Linked DNA regions of Rattus norvegicus: region 2 is linked to region 1. The links are chromatin contacts, called in public Hi-C maps. All regions are on one chromosome and are shown on one strand. The core of a region is the stretch at or near the end of the contact, and the rest is flanking DNA. Distances in the headings are between cores, read along the strand shown.

Region 1 (5,408 bases), core at 866-3,365:
ACGATCTCAGTTCCGGGTTTCACTCCAGCGCTGCAGTGAGGACGAAGTTCAGCTCACAGCATGGGGAAGGGAAGGGAGGGAGAAAATAAACATCTGTTGTCCATTCTCTCCCCACCTATATTCACGGAGGATTTCCCTGCTTCCTGTTATTGACCCTGGCATGCCCAGATGTGTACCAATAATCTCAGAGGCTAGTGTGCTTTTCATTGGAAATGTCCCCATACTACCTGTGACTGAGGACTGGTCCCCAGCTGCTGACACTGTTTTAAGGGGTAGAACCTCACTGAAGTGAATGGGTCACAGGTATTTTACAGCCTAGCCCGCCCCAGCTGCCCTTTGCTTTGCTGACGTCAGTGTGACCATCCACACTCTTGCCACGGATCCTACCCACCATGATGGTCTGTTCCCCTCACACTGTGGCTAACATAAACCCTTCTTCACTAAAATTGTTGTTTGACAGGGTGTGGCCCTCACAAAGGGAAAAGTCGCTACAGCACTTTCAGTCTAACTTCATCAATAAGGTCAGCTGTCACAGTGTCCTTATTATAACCCTAACCCCACAAGGCACCACAAGAGTGACCACAGCTCTCACAGTACCACACATCTGTCCCCAAAGACACTCTTGGGGACAGCAGCTTGGCCACACCCACATAAAGCACGTGCCTAAAGGCGGGGCTCCAGTGAAGTTCCTAGAGGAACAAAGAAATAATTCTTTCCTTTTCCCTTTCTTCTCTTCTCTTCTCTTTTTCCTTCAGTTTGTCAAGACAGGGTTCCTGTGTGGATCTCTGGCTGCCCTAAAACTCACTTTGTAGACCAGGCTAGCCTCAAACTCCCAAAGATTCACCTGCCTCTGCCTCCGGAGTGCTGGGATCAAAGGCGTGCACCACTACCGTCCACCTAGCAGAAATAATTCTTGATTCTACTTTTCTTTTAGACAAACATCATTCATTCTATTAAAAATAATAAAAATAGGGGGTTGGGGATTTAGCTCAGCAGTAGAGCGCTTGCCTAGCATGCGCAAGGCCCTGGGTTCGGTCCCCAGCTCTGAAAAAAAAATAAAAATAAAAATAAATCTAAAGAGATTTAGAGACTAAGCAAGTAAGAACACTAGGACCTGGTGGCTCCTAACTGTCTGCGGGCACCATGCATGCACATGGTGCATAGACATACATGCAGGCAAAACATCCACACAATAAATAATACAATTTTAAAAATGAGCATTTTAAAAATAATAAACGTGCCTCCTCTGATTCCCTACTCCCAACATTCTACTGATCCCTTACCTGGAGGCCAGCCTGATCCTGATGTCTTTGTCTCAAATCCTAACTCTGCTACTTTCTAGTACAACTGATCTCAGACAAGTCCTGTGACCTCCTGTGTCCAAACCTCACCAACATTTCAGTGCTAACTAATAACTCCTCGTGCTCTTTGACCTGGTTTTTCCATCTTGTTGCCTTTATGAATGAGTTAAATTAGTCTGTGATGTGTTTTCACTCTGTACTTTATGAGGTTTGTGTTTTCCAGCTTTTTGGAAAACCCTGTTGGCAGCAGGGGCCTGCACAGCTGGCGGAGCTCTAGTGGTGAAGGAGTGCAGATCTTGGGTTACATCAGAAGCATCCTAGTAGGAAAAACCAGCTACATTGTATTCTAGGAGTGTGAAAATGTCAGAGACAGAGCAGTAACCCTGAACAAAGTCAGAAATTCAAGGGCTGAAGAGAAACTGTTGGCAGAAACTAAATGTGAGATTAACTCTCCAAACAAGCATTTAAAAAAAAAAAAATCTATCCTCTTATCCTAAAAAACATGGATGATTGATTAGTTTGTTTTTAACCCCTGGCTTCCACCTCACTCCTGTCCTTTTTCAGTGGAGCTTCTGGGACCCAAAGATTAGGCAAAATAAGCTGGGGGTGCCCTGGAGGTCGAGGAAAGAGCATATTACAAGGAGGTGGGGACCAGTGGTCCTTGGATTTTTTTAGGCAAAGAATCATAATTAGTGACTGTTGGCCAGAGGACACTCAAGCTGCTATCCCCATCAAGGCCCCAGGGTGGAGCCTGCTGTGGCCCAGCGGCCTAAAACTTTGAGCTAGAGTTTCCACTGCAGCTGGTAACAGCTGGCTCAGAGCTGCTTCCTGCTCCACAGAAGGAGCCCTTCAAGAGAACCAGAAGTTCCAGTCCCAGGCCACACCTCTCCTTCCGGCCCACCAGAGTTTGGGATCCAGCAACCCGGGAAGAGATCCCTGGGACACAGGCAGGAAGTCTTTCTGAGCAGGAGAAACCCGCCCTTCTTAGAGAGGCGGGGCCCTCCTCCCCGCCCTCAGGATCCACCCAACTCATCTCCCTTCTTCCTGCACTTATTCCTACATTTTTATTTAACTGATTTGTTTCTTCCTTTTTTTATTTCATTTCATTTCTGAGATAGGATTTCCTGTGTAGTCCTAGCTGCTCGGGAAATCGATCTGTAAACCAGGCTGGCCTGGAACTCAGAAATCTACCTGTCTTCTCTGCCTCCCAAGTGCTGGGATTGAAGTTGTGCACAACCATAGCTCCGCTTGTTTGATTTATTTTTACACAGGCACGAACGCACACACAGGCACACACACATGCACATGCACACACACAGAGGCAGGCACACACACCAGGAGGTAAGTTTCCAGCATACTGCTTGCATTACTAGTGGCCATAAACTGGTAACAATCCCAATACTTTCAACAACAAACTAGACGACTCTACAAATAAACAAGAAAGATAGTATGGGGCTGGAGAGATGGCTCAGCAGTCAGGAGCACTCACTGGCTGCTCTTCCACAGGACTCGGATTCAATTCCCAGCATCCACATTTAGTGGTTTGCACCTGCTTGTAACTCCAGTTCCAGAGCATCAGATGCCTGCTGGTTTCAGATACACATAAACTCACACAAGCACATAAACATGCAGGTAAATAAAATGGATACAAATTAAAATGAATAAAATATTATATAGCCAGGCATGGTGGAAAATGCCTTTAACCCCAGAGGTAGACACAGGAAGATAAAGAGTTCTAGTCCAACCTGGACTACATGATACCCTGTTTAAAAAAAAAAAAAATACGGGGCTGGGGATTTAGCTCAGTGGTAGAGCGCTTGCCTAGGAAGCGCAAGGCCCTGGGTTCAGTCCCCAGCTCCAAAAAAAAGAACCAAAAAAAAAAAAAAAAAAAAAGCATTCATCCCATGGAGATTAAGTGAATATTTCTGTGGGTCCATGTTAATTGTCAACTTGACAGAGTCTGAGGTCACCTGGGAGATAGGCACCTAGCATGCTGTGAGGGCCTTAACCACTGTGGGATCCAGGATGACATAAATGCAGAAAGGGAGCTGACTAGCCGCAAGCAGCCATTTTCCTTTCTTCCTGGTCGTGGGTGTGATGTGACATCTGCCTCAAGCTCCTTCACCTGAACTCCCTAGCATAATGGACTGAAGGTCACAGTCTGAGCCCAAAGACATCCTTTCTTCCTTATGTTGATCTCGTTTGAGACCAGCCTAGGATCCACGAGACACTGTCTCAACACAACAAAGCGGAAAAAACAAACCCAAAGCCCCGCACGTGGGCGTCCCGGGATGCGCCGAGACCTCGGGGCAGAAGCATGGTACTGCAAGTCATGCTAAGAGTATGTGGCAAGAAGCCAGTGACTGGGCTCTGTGCCACCCTGCAAGCCTCTGTACTAGGATTTGCTACTTACGGCTGACAGAGCTTGACCAGGTCCTGGTCAGTAGTGCTTGGCTGCAGTCCTCGGATATACAGGTTGGTTTTGCTCAGCTGGTCGTTCCCACCGCTCCCGCTGCTGCTGTTAGGGGTGCCGTTCCTTGGACTCGGAGGTGCCATTTGCTGAGCCACATACAGCTGCAAGGAGACATGAAGGTACAAGGTCAGAAAGATAGTGCGTTTACATGCTGCAGACTGAGGAAGGCTGGAAACAGACCAAAACACAGCAAGGGGAACAAAACAGTTAAACAGAAGTGTAAGGTAGGCCATCTTGCTGGCTCAGCACGTCAAGTGCATACCACCGAATGTCATCAGCAGAGTTTGATGCATACTGGAGTAAAGAACAGACTCCTAGGAGTTGTCCTCTGACCTCCACATGTGCACTGTGCATGCCCCCTGACACGCACATGAGCACACACTTGTGTGCACAAATGCGCACAATAAATATATAAAATATACTATACTAATTATTTAGACAGGCAGTGGTGGTTCTTTTAATACCACCTCTAATCCTAGTACTTGTAAGGCAGAAGGAATTGGATCTCTGTGGGTTTGAAGCCAGCCTGACCTACAGAGAGAATTCCAGGACAGCCAGGCATACACAAAGAAACCCTGTACCTGTTTTGAAAAAAAAAAATTAAAATAACTATAAAAACCATAAGAAGTCTTCTACTATAAAAGAATAGACTAGATAGCGATAGCTATCTTACCTACCAGCCAGGAGTAATAAGAATAGAATAAACCTGCTTGGGAGAAGAGTGTACTGTATCAGGGTAGGATGTTTGTAAGCATAAGCAGGTTGCAGAACGTGGTTAATTTAAGGTCTGCCTCTCAAGTCCAGAACTTATGAGATCATAAAGGATAGAAATAATTTAAACACAAAAAATATTCAAGGGCTGGAGAGATGGCTCAGCGGTTAAGAGCACCCGACTACTCTTCTAGAGGTCCTGAGTTCAATTCCCAGCAACCATATGGTGGCTCACAACCATCTGTAAGGAGATCCAGTGCCCTCTTCTGGTGTATCTGAAGACAGCTACAGTGTACTTATATATAATAAATGAATAAATCTTTTTTTTTCTCTTCTTTTTCTTTTTTCTTTTTTTCGGAGCTGGGGACCGAAGCGCTCTACCACTGAGCTAAATCCCCAACCCCTAAATGAATAAATCTTAAAAAAAAAAAAAAATTCAAGCGGTAACACGAAAGAGTCCCACACAATACTGTAGGAAGTTGAACGCTGCAAACTTGGGTAGTAACAAGAAATGTTGAGGCTATGCAGACGGCTCAGTTATAAAGGGCCTGTCATAGAAGCATGTGGAACTGAGTTCAGACCCTTAGTAGAGCAGCCATGGAGAAAGCCAGGTGACACACATCTGCAATTCCAGCACTAGGAAGACTAGGAGACAGGTAAGCTCACTGGCCAGTCAGCCTAGCCAAATCCAGGCCCAGGTTCAGTGAGAGATGTGCCCCGCTCAAACAAACCAACCAACCCAGGTGGGATGCTGGCAACGACATCCAGCTACAGCTCAAAGCTCTGGTAGCCACTCATCTGCCACCAAATCCATTATTGACCTGGGGCCCTTAACTTCTCATTAGCCCCAGGGCACGAGAAAAGCCTTTCCACATGTGGAATCATAGTTCCTGGTGCACAGTAGACATAGGTATTTGTGAAGA
Region 2 (5,408 bases), core at 1,852-4,351, 37 kb after region 1:
ATTTATTTTCTGTATGTGAGTACACTATCTCTGTCTTCAGACACACCAGAAGAGGGCATCAGATCCCATTACAGATGGTTGTGAGTCACCATGTGGTTGCTGGGAATTGAACTCATGACTCTGGAAGAGAGTAGTCAGTGCTCTTAACCGCTGAGCCATCTTTCCAGCCCCAAAACAAAAGCTTTTTAAAAACGGACTAAGTAGAGATCCACTGAGAAAGATATCTGTTCTCCATGTGTGCACAAGCACTCTCTGTCTTTCTTTCTCACACATACACACACAACAAATGATGAACGAATATTGAGTTTTTTTTAAAGATTTATTTATTTTATGTATATGAGCATGCTGTTGCTGACACACCAGAAGAGGGCATTAGATCCAAATACAGATGGTTGCGAGCCACCATGTGGTGCTGGGAATTGAACTCATGACTCTGGAAGAGAGTAGTCAGTGCTCTTAACCACTGAGCTATCTCTCCAGTCCCTTGAGGGACTTTTTTTTTTTTTTAAGATTTATTTTTATTTATTATCTATAAGTAGCTGTCTTCAGACACACCAGAAGAGGGCATCAGATACCATTACAGGTGGTTGTGAGCCACCATGTGGTTGCTGGGATTTGAACTCAAGATCTTTGAAAGAACAGTCAAAGTCTTAACAGTCCTAACCACTGAGCCATCTCTCCAGCTCCCCTTGATTGAATTGAATTCTTAATTGAATCAGGCATGGTGTCCCAGATGTGTGTGATCTCAGCCACTCAGGACACAGAGGCAGAAGGCAGCCAATTTGAGCCCAGCAATATATATAACTAGTCCCCATCTCATAAACCAAAAACATGGATGGGAATGCAGAGCTGGAATAGTGCTTACCGAGCATGCAAGACTCCTTTGGTTCAGTCCCTCACCTGGAATGAAGCTGGGGAAGGCAATTTAGGTCTATAATCCCTGCACTTGAAGTAGAAGCAGAAGGGTCAGAGGTTCAAGGGTATCCTTGGATAGCAAGTAAAAGGGCACTCCAGGAGACACCCTATCTGAAAAGCCAGGAGTGAGCCAGGCAGCAAACTGCAGTCTGTGAATTAGAGGAAGTTCTTTGGATAAGAGAGCAGATAAGCCATAGAGGGGACAGAAGGAAAAACAAACAGAAGGTTCACCTGGTTTCAAACTAAACACACCCTCCAAAGTGGTTCTATGTATACACAGAAGCGAGGTTTCGATGTTTACTTTCCCATGGTTACATTTTGTTTGTGGCAAGGTCTCCTTGCATAGCCTCACTCTCACTGAGCTTGCACACCTATCCTGCTGCCTGAGCTTCTCAGAGGTTGGGATCTACAAGGAGTGTATGGCCACCACTCCTGGCCAGTATCTTGGTCATTTAAATTCAAAAGTTAAATGAAATGTCTTGTAAGGTAGCCTGGGCACCTCAGGAGACAGTTCGCAGTACTCTCTCAGAGAACACCTAATTTAGTTGTCAATTTTGGAAGAGGCTGCGTGGAGGCAAAGCTTGTCATCGGAGATTTCTGTCTAATTTCTAGTTCTGGGTTATCTTACCCAAGTAATCTTAACTTTCTTTTAAATAGAAGTTTAAAGAACCATTTATTTATCTGGGGGGTGGGGGTCATGAGAGCCATCTTCTGAGTAGTCGTCAGGCTTGGGAACAAGCACCTTTACCCAACAAGGCTTCTGGGTTCCTATTTGGTTTCCTTTTTTCAGAACAAACCTAGTAAAACCGCTTCATAGGCCACTGCTAGAGAGATAAACTAACTGGTTAGCGGATCACACACACTCAATAAAATTCCTACTAAGCCAAGGTGCTGCGAGGGGTCATGTGAGTGAAAGCTCTTGCCACCCACGCTGGTCTCTCTGGCCTTGGACTCTTGCAGATGACCTTGAACTACTGACCGGCCTGTCTCCAGATCCCTGGTGCTTAGACTGCAGGAGTGATGACAACCACACCTTTAATTCTCCTAATTTTTGTGCATTTTGTCCGCCCAGGAGAACGATTGGGATGAGTGATCAAAACAGACCACAGACCAGGATCGGGTGGCACTCAACTTTAGAATTGTTTCTTTATTTTATGTTTATGAGTACGCTGTAGCTGTCTTCAGACTCAGGACCTCTGGAAGAGCAGTCAGTACTCTTAACCACTGAGCCATCTCTCCAGCCTCGGCACACAACTTTAATCCCAGCTCTCTGGAGCCTGGAGTAGGCGGATCTGTGAGCTTGAGGTCAGGCTGGTCTACCTAGTGAGTTCCAGTAGATACGGGAGCCCGGTCTTCATACATACATACACACATACATACATACATACATACATACATACATACATACATACACACACACACATACATATTGGGGGAGCACTTACATGTTTTGTGTTTCTTTGCTTTTTTTTGTCGTATGTGTATGTGTGCGCGTGTGCGCGCGTGTGTGGTGTGTGTTGCACACACCTGTAATCCCAGCATTTGAGAAGGCCCGAGGTCAACACGGGCTACAAACTGCTACGGCAGCAAGGGCTATAATCCCAAAACCCTGTCTCTGAAACGACAATTTAAAAAAAGGTTTCGAGTTCACCATCTTATTTCAATGCGTGAACTTTAGAGAGAGAACTTTAGGAAGAGACTCTAAGTCCACCGCAGCCACCAAATGACCTATAAGAATCTGGGCTGCGTGACGCCCAGCTTTAAAGTGCGGCGAGCTGTTTCCGGATGTCCACTCACCGCCAGCGCGCGTCTGTAACTGTTTGGGAAGCCTGGAAGTGCGCACCGGCCACGCCGGGCCTTCGAACCTCGAAGGTCATTACCTGGCTCCAGCATCCCGCTCGCTCTCATCTTTCTCTCCCGAGTAGCATTTTCATCTGCACCAGAGCGCATCGTCCCCAGCCCTGACGCGTTTCCACGAACTCAGACTGCGCACAGGCTGATTCTGTCCCAGCCACAGAGCTGACGCGCGGGTGTCCTGACTGTCCCAGCCTCCCGCGCCTTTTCCCGCCTCCCGGCGTTCCTCCTCCTCAGTGATTGGACGCGGTCCCTGTCCATTTGATTCCTGACCACGCCCACTCCCCGCCCAGCCGCCCCTATCCTTGCCTCCTTCGAACCCCGGAGCCTCCGTGTTAGAGGCTGTGAAGGGGCTATGAGTGCACCTGCGGGGTCGAAGTCGCCCCGGACTGGCCCCTCCCCGGACTCCAACCCCTCCCACCCGGCCGGCCCTCCCCACTGCGGGTTCCGCTGGCCGGGGGACTGTTCCCGGGGCTCCTAGTCTCGGCCGCCACTCTTCCGCCCCTCCCTCCTCGCCGCCGCTCGCACGTCTGCAGCTCCCGGGCCGAGCGGGCGGCGCGCTGGGGGCATGCGCTCCATGAGGGCTCTGCAGAACGCGCTGAGCCGCGCGGGCAGCCACGGCCAGAGGGGAGGCTGGGGTCACCCGAGCCGGGGCCCGCTCCTGGGCGGGGGTGTCCGGTACTACTTCGGTGAGGCCGCGGCGCAGGGCAGGGGGACGCCGCACAGCCACCAGCCGCAGCACTCGGACCAGTAAGGCTCGCGGGACAGGGGCAGGGGACAGACTGGCTCCCACTCCCACTGTCGTTCTCGCTAGCTCTCTGGGAGTCCCCTTTCCCAGAGAGCGAGCGCATCTCATCTCCTCTCCGCGCTTACTAGCCCTGCGATGCCTTTTCCTTTAGATGTGGGGCTTTGGGTCCGCCGCGCTCGGGCGGTCAGGTGCTGTCCGCCCGGGAGGGCGTTTGGGCAGGTCGGTCTTCGAGATGATGCCTGTCCAAGGTGCGTACTTATTTGGGGACGCAGATGGGCGCGGAGTGTTGCTTGGTGCACGTGTCTGTTTGCAAGGACGAGTGCACACCTGCCCATCCCCAGCCTCTCTTCTCTGGTCCTGGTATTTTAGGGAATATTGCGGATATGGAACAGCGTCCTGCCCCAGGTCCAAGTGCGCTTGGGCGGTGTTTCTTGTTTTTGCGTGTCGTCAGTGGGTAATGTGTGGTGTGCGTCATCGCTGATGCGCGCGTATGTGCGTATGTGTCCAGAGTGTTTTTGTAGCAGAGCTTAACCGTGGAATATCTTACGTGCAGGTGAAACACCGAGATCAACTTTCCAACTTGGTCCTGGGATATGTTTATTATTCATAAATGAAAAAATCATGAGGCAATTTTTTTAAGTTGGATTTATTTTTATGCATATGAGTGCTCTGTCTGCATGTACACCTGCATGCCAGAAAAGGGAATCAGATCCCATTAGAGATGGTTGTGAGCCATCATGTGGTGGTGGCAGGGGAATTGAACTCAAGGCCTCTGGAAGAGGAGCCAGTGCTTTTTTTTTTTTTTTTTTTTTTTTGGTTCTTTTTTTCGGAGCTGGGGACCGAACCCAGGGCCTTGCGCTTCCTAGGTAAGCGCTCTACCACTGAGCTAAATCCCCAGCCCCGGAGCCAGTGCTCTTAACCACTGAGCCATCTCTCCAGCCCCATGAGACAGTTTCTAAACCAGTCAGAGCTATTCTGTTGCTCAGTCTCCCTGAACTAAAGAGTTTTTCCCCCTTTGGGCCCATTTTCAACCCAGGAAGTCGATCCCCTTAACCCCAACACACACATTGCCCAGGAATGCTTGGTGACTGCTTTCTCCCTACCCCCATGGTTCAAGTGTTTCTGAGCATGAAATCTTGTTATCCTCAGACATCCAACTAGACATGGTGGGATAAGCAAATAGCATTTAGTCCCCTTGTACAGTTTTGGGGTGGGGAGCCAGAGGCATCCCTGAGTCCCCTTTACACATCAGAATTCACTGCAGTAGGTGACAGAATTTGTTGTTTGTTTGTTTGTTTGTTTGTTTTTTCAAGAGAGACTGTAGCTCGGGCTGTCCTGTAGCCCAAGCTGGCCTCTAACTCAGAGGTCCACCTGTCTCTGCCTCCCAACTGCTGGGTTTAAAGGCATACAGCACTACTACCTGGCTGTGACAGAATATTTTTAGAAAACCTAGTTTTTTGAGGCTGCTTGTATTCCAGAAAACTTACTGGTGAAGGTCTTGAACCTTGGCTCCCTGGGGAGAGGGATTAACAGAAGGAGAGAGGTTTCTGTGTTTCCAGGGTAAAGGAGGTTGGCAAAGAAGAGATACATTGTAATTCTGATTATTTAAAAATATCTAGTGTAAGGCTTGAGACCTGGACATTCAGAGCACTTGTTACTCTGGCAGAGGACCTGGGTTTGATTTCTAGCATTCACGTGATGGCTCACAACCATCTGTAAATCCCAGGCACTCACTCATATGGCATTCATACACATAAACCTGAGGAAACACTTAAAAATAAAACACTTAGCTTTGTTTCATTCTGTTTCTAAAAAGAATACTATGATGAGTACTAGAGAGACAAGGTTTTTCTGGGTAACCCTGGAGGTCCTGGAACTTACTCAGTAAACT

What was found. Hi-C and Micro-C count contacts between places; a contact is called where the count stands out from the background.
Region 2: a Hi-C map of Schwann cells shows a contact between it and region 1, with 5 times the contacts expected there. The contact joins the promoter of Gls2 here to the enhancer-like site in region 1. A contact is called at or near these places in 11 of 12 Hi-C or Micro-C datasets (the A7r5 cell line, the Rat2 cell line, Schwann cells and 6 more) and 1 of 1 datasets of contacts at active chromatin or transcription factors (oligodendrocytes).

What each region holds. Positions count from the first base shown.
Region 1 is chr7:1,162,291-1,167,698 of GRCr8, forward strand. Rbms2 (RNA binding motif, single stranded interacting protein 2) reads right to left here. Exons shown (of 12, transcript NM_001025403.1): 2 at 3,715-3,875. Among named protein-coding and RNA genes, the nearest start is that of Rbms2, 20 kb to the right of the region's middle. Within about 2 kb of position 2,116, at least 37 of the 93 cell types and tissues checked have an H3K27ac peak or open chromatin away from gene starts, as enhancers often do. A contact at or near this core is called in Schwann cells and kidney, where this site is marked.
Region 2 is chr7:1,198,778-1,204,185 of GRCr8, forward strand. It overlaps Gls2 (glutaminase 2), which reads left to right and starts at 3,102. Exons shown (of 18, transcript NM_001270786.1): 1 at 3,102-3,519. The coding sequence starts at 3,338. It also overlaps a transcript of Rbms2 not described here.